Linked DNA regions of Rattus norvegicus: region 1 is linked to region 2. Evidence: chromatin contacts called from public Hi-C data. All regions are on one chromosome and are shown on one strand. The core of a region is the stretch at or near the end of the contact, and the rest is flanking DNA. Distances in the headings are between cores, read along the strand shown. Region 1 overlaps Slc25a48 (solute carrier family 25, member 48). Region 2 holds the start of Lect2 (leukocyte cell-derived chemotaxin 2).

Region 1 (3,033 bases), core at 106-2,605, 74 kb after region 2:
TAAATGAGAACTGAGGCCCAGAAGCACATTGTTCAAATGGATCAGATGCTACCCTGTGCAGGGGGCTAAGCCCCTGGGCAGATTTGTTGCAGGAACCCAGAGAATACAGCAGGGTATCCCGGTCTCAGAATCTCAAGTCACCTCCAGGGGTAAAGGGGCCATCTCGAGTTGACCATTTCACTCAGGATGCCTAAATTTTCCCCAGAAGTGGCAAAATCACACCCGAGACCCACTCCTGGCTATTGGATAGAATGGGGCTTGGTGGGGGAAGGAGAAGTGGCGCGGGCTGGGGGGAGGGGAAGGACAGTTAAATTTAGGTAGAAAATGAAAACAGTTGCACCTGTGTCCCCAGCGCCCAAGGACACGGTTTGATGACTCAGCAACCATAATAAGCATGCAGGGGAAGGTAGAACTGAGGCAGGAGCGCGGAACACCGATCTTTTAAGACTTGGGTTACCTAACCCAGTGGGCCCCTCCATGCCCAGGGGAATCAAGCCCAGTGGGCCCTCTCTATGCTCAGCCAGTGGCCAGAAGCCATACTTCTCTGGATGTACAGCTCCCTGGACTTCACAACTGAATCACGTGCTTCCGGAATCTTCTTTGACAACAGCTTAGCAGAGAGGATTCTGGGAGTTAGAACACGGACCAATAGCCCATCCTGTGTCCGGAGCATGCGAAGATCTATTCAGTATCGGCATCTATCCCATTCCAAAGCATGCTTATGAAGACACAAAGGAGCAGTTATGATGCTCAGAGTTTCACATGGTCCGGGCCCAGGGTACACAGACCCAGCCACCCTTTGTCAACCTCCAGACAAAAGCTAACAGCCCCGGATCAGAGAGGAAGACTGTGGTTTTTTTTTACAGACGAGGAGAACTTAAGCCCAAGCAGCAGAACGTGTCGAGATCATGCAGATAGACACCGAGGTTGAAACCCAAGGGAAGGACCACACCCTGGGGCACCGAGAACAAAGATTGGGAGGGAAGTGCCCAGGACCCAAGCGCTCCCAGAACAGTCACCAGCTAGCAGGCACCCTCAGGATTTAGTTGACACTCTGCTGCCACCAAGTGGCAATTCTATGGCATATCAGCCAAACAGGCTTTTGAGAAATAATGTTTCCGGTCCTCAAAGCGACCGGCAAGACTGAAAACTAACTTCCAATGACTCTAAGATACCACCTTCCTCTCCACTCTCGTTTTCTCATGAGCACACGGGTTTTCCTAAGGACTGTACAGCACGTGATGTCACAGACAAGCAGAAGGGCTTCCAACTGCCCCTTAGTCATTCACTACAGAGGAGTGAACTCTCTGCCTAGCCAGGAGTACACAATGGGAGATCCTGATTGGCCTCTGAAAATACCACTCCTTCAACCCAACTGTGCAGCCTAGGCAGGCACTAGTGCATGCCTGCTTGACACATCCTGGGATGGGATAGAGGAGGCACTCTGGGTCCATCCTGTAACATACCAGGAGCACAGCACCTCACCAAGACCCTCAGTACCTGCCCGTGATGCTGAAGTGGGGGTTGGGCCAGCCTCTTCCTGTTAAGGAGTCTAGTAAACTAGCACGAAAGCTTTGCCGGAGCTCCTCCACTCTTCCCTTGAGTCGGTGCCTGCACACAGCAGGGGCTCAACACAGGTGATCACTAAGTGACCACAAGCCCATCGGCTCAGATCTAGCCAAGGGACTTTGAGCTTCAAGAGCTGTGAAGGGTGGGCTTGGAGAGCATTCTGAGGAAGCACCTGTGATCTACACTGAAAATGGTCATGTCGGCCTCTAGGGGGCAGTTGTGATTTGGTGCTTGGTTTGGGGCAAACCAAGGAAGATCTTAAAACGTTTGTTTTTTACATGGCTGTGAAGACAGTTCCCTCACTGGGGTTTAAGACCACCCTGGACCACATTTCTGCTTGGCTGGTGGCGACTGCGCAGGTGACAATGTGAGGCAGGACTCTGAAGCCACATTCAGCAGTGTGCTGAGAAGGGCTCTGGGGTGCAGTAGGCGTGGCTGCTGCAGGCGCAGAGCCGGAAGTGACATCATGGACGCGCGCCACGGAAGAGCAAGGTTATCTCCTATGTGGCTCCCATAGGTGGTAAGGTAGAAGCACAAAGTCACACTGGGAAGCAGACTGCATTTTATTGGGATTTCCACGTAGAAGTCACGCCCACAGAACACCCGCCCCTGTGAGCTCTGGCTGCCATCTGCGGCTCAGGCATGACACCAACACATCACCCGCTCAGGCTTGGGAGCAAATCTTTGGATTTTCCTCCCCTGTATGTTTCTTTCCAGACACTGAACCCTCCCTTCCCAACTTGAGGACCACGAAGAAAATGACACATGCTAACCTCCCCACCCCTCTTAGTTAAGCTGGTTTCTTCTGGCAGCATCTCCAAAGACCTAAACTGAAGAGAGAGGAGGGTGACCAAGGTCTCTCAGAAGTCAGGTAGGGCGCTACGTATACAGAAACAACCCTAAGGACTTTTCTGTGCTTTTGATTGAGGAGTGCAAGTCTATGCTGGGTTTCCAACATCCGTGGGCACAGAATGTTTTTGCCTCTCTTTCTCAGGTTCTAACCCAGAGCTGAAAGAGATGATGGCTGCCTGACCCATGTATGGTCTGCTGTTTCCCACCAGCACTTGGACTCTGGAGAGAAAGTCTGCAGTCATGAAGGAAGGGACTCGAAGCTCGGGATGATGGCTGTGTCCCACCTGGCACCGGACGGAGACGGCTGGGTCTTCCTACTCTCCAGTAATGCACCCTTGCTGGCTCTACGGGCGCTGCAATCGCAGCCTGCAGCGGGGTGAGGCCTGCTCAGATTACGGTGGCGCAGAGAGGAGAGAGGGTGCATAAAGAATGCTCTTTTTGAGTTGTGGCCAGCAGGATCTAGGCTTGGACACACCCACATGGAGATGGGTCTTGTGCCACAGTCGGTCAGGAAGGCTGTCTGGGATTGTTTGTAAATGCTCAAACGAGGTGTCACGGGAAGAACGCATCTCCTTTCTTTGGTTATGAAGCGCCTTGTAAACAGAAAGTAGG
Region 2 (2,735 bases), core at 48-2,547:
TCCGTGATGCCTGCACTGTGGTGGCACCGTGTACACGGCACTCCGAGAAAAGCTGTGTGAAGTCCAGTGCAGCCTCGCCCACACGGTTTTGTTACCGTTGCGGCCTCCGTGGCTTCACGCTGCATCCAGTATTACTCACTGTTCTGGGGTGTCCTGGGCTGCCTTCAGCTGTGAGTCCCTGTTGCGTGTGACTCCTTATTGTGTCCTGGGGCAGCCTGTCAGCCTGGCACTGGCAGGACACGGGAAGCAGAGTGCAATGACAGAAAGCAGGTCAGGCTGCAGGACATAGCGTTACCTCTGACTCACTTGGTCAAAACCACAGAGCTGAGCCAAAACCAAAGGCTGGGGAAGTGTCCGGGAAGACAGGACAGGGTGTGGCTGCAGCTGTGGAAGCGTTACCACAAGTTTCCTACAGCTACTGACTAGGTATGCAAGCGGGGAGGCTTCATGGAAAAGTCTAGTCCTTGTCTGACGTTAAGGGTAGCTGGTAGTTCATATGTGAGAATTCCGATTCGGAAAAGCTAATTACAAGTAAGAAGCACAGAGAACTAGAGAATGTTGCATCCGGGTCTCCAATAATTGACAAATTAATGTTTTGCAGACTTGCCATTGTTTTTTTTTTTCCAGAAACAAAATATTTTAGAGCTTACGTAGCCATGACTCTCCACCCAGTATGCTCCTCTCCAGGCTGTGCTGCTGCGTGTTTTTGTGTCATTCTTATACACACCATATTCACGAAGGGCAACACTTTTTGTTTGGAAGATTTAAAGATAGGATATGGTATACAATGCATAATCCTTAATATTCAATAGTGTATTTAGGATCTAAGTATATTAACATATATAGTCTTTATGTAAGTTCATGGTTCGACTGTGATCTCCTCTACTGGTAGATTCCTTAGGTGTTAATTCCACCGTTATAAGCCTTTGAAATCACATGCTCAAAAGAAACAATTTATGAAACTGTCAATATTATCTATAGATCTTATGTAGTTGAAGTCTAATTGGACAATTGAATACCCACCACACCTAAGATATGCGCTGCGATTATGAGAATCCTCCAATATTACTGTCAACCTGGATGATCCTCAGAAAGGTCTCCAGTGACCGTGATCACTATACCGCCATCACCCTCCAGCCCCAAGCAGAAGACATCATTCCGCTCCCAGTTTTATCATTCCTGTTAATAGTTAATATCAGTGTTTCTGATAGCATTGGCAGCTTCTCCAGATCAAAGGCATTGGCAGAGGTCTCTGTGCGGTCAGACAGCCCTCTCCACGGAATGTTACAGTTTAACCTGACTCATTTTGTTTTCCGTGTCTCGTACTAAACCTCGGAGAAACACGGGATTCCAAAGCTTAATTACCAGAGAAGGTGGACTCAGTCGTGGACTGTGTGTGCATGGGAGCAATTCTAACCAGAGGAAGAAACGGGAAGCAGAATCCAGATGTTTCCCACAAGAATCCTCATGTCAGCTGCTTTGATTTCCACTGGTAAGTCAGAAGCCCAACGTTAGAATCCTCACTAACTTAAGAGTTATATACCCGGGTTACGCCCGATTTCAGGCGTAGGCTTAAAAGTCAATCATAGAATGTGACATAAAATTTGGTATTAGTAATTGAAGTTGGAGTAGGCTGGAACGGTGAAGCAGTTGGATTTCTCCACCACCTCTTCCTGATGCTCTGAGTCCTCAGTCAGGGAATATAAACAGGGTGCAGGGAGACTCTGACACCCCTTCAATCCTTGCCTGGAACTTAATCAGAACCCACCCCCAGCCCACTCCCCCAAAACCCTAGAAGGTGAAAGTCTCACATAAGACTCGGATGTGGGGAGTTCCTGATGCTAAGGCCAGCTTGGGATGATGGGACCGTCCCCTTGGTGCTCCCAGCAGGCAAGACAAACAGATTAATAAGCTGCCCACTAGATTCCTCAGTTGCCCGGGATGATGCTGGTTCCATCCTGCTATAACCTGATCATAACATCCATTTGAAGCTTAGCTCCACATTAGAAGGCTTTGAGACTCAAATATGAAGTTACAGCAATGAATATACTGTAGCTTTTCTTCACAGAAAATACTATTTAGGCTCACTGTGGCTTGTGGTTTTGTCACGTCTCAAATATCCACTTCTACGTTTTGCAAATATGAGATTCAGTTCATGCTGTCTAAAGTTGGCGACTCTGTCTGTGTGTCAGACATTTGCGTGGATGCCATTCTTAGCCCTGATTATAAAACATTCCAAGGTTACCACGCAGCTTCGTGAGTTCTGTCCGTGCTCCCTTCCTTTGCTTTAGCATAGTGCTCCCCAGGTCTGGTAACAGGCAAAGGAAAGTTGAAAACACAATTTCCACCTTGTATTCATGAAGGATTTCGAGCAGTGATATGATGAAGGTTCATGCTTATAAATATTTCATATGCCACAGAATTACATAGCCGGGGACTATGTTCTATATCTAAATCTGCTATCCACAGGAGAAACTAACCAAATGAGGGGGGATTAGACCCCAGTGTCCAGGGGGACACACAGGAGAGACACAGGTCACGGGTGCCCATGACTCTCACATTTCTCTTCTGCAGCCCTGGCAGGACCATGGGCTAACATATGTGCCAGCAGATCTTCCAACGAGATCCGGACATGTGACAGCTATGGCTGTGGACAGTACTCTACTCAAAGGTAGGAGCGATCGCAAACAGCTGCCACTTGGTGGTTCCTCTCTTTTCCCATTGTCTGCCTCCTG

What was found. A called contact is a pair of places that touch in the nucleus more often than the background predicts.
Region 1: a Hi-C map of the A7r5 cell line shows a contact between it and region 2, with 5 times the contacts expected there. The contact joins the enhancer-like site here to the promoter of Lect2 in region 2. A contact is called at or near these places in 4 of 12 Hi-C or Micro-C datasets (the A7r5 cell line, Schwann cells, kidney and 1 more).

Annotation. Positions count from the first base shown.
Region 1 is chr17:8,123,101-8,126,133 of GRCr8, forward strand. Slc25a48 (solute carrier family 25, member 48) reads right to left here. Exons shown (of 9, transcript XR_010059371.1): 8 at 541-3,033. Among named protein-coding and RNA genes, the nearest start is that of Il9, 7.6 kb to the left of the region's middle. Within about 2 kb of position 1,356, at least 3 of the 93 cell types and tissues checked have an H3K27ac peak or open chromatin away from gene starts, as enhancers often do. A contact at or near this core is called in the A7r5 cell line, where this site is marked.
Region 2 is chr17:8,048,737-8,051,471 of GRCr8, forward strand. It overlaps Lect2 (leukocyte cell-derived chemotaxin 2), which reads left to right and starts at 1,298. Exons shown (of 4, transcript NM_001108405.1): 1 at 1,298-1,492; 2 at 2,575-2,671. The coding sequence starts at 1,447.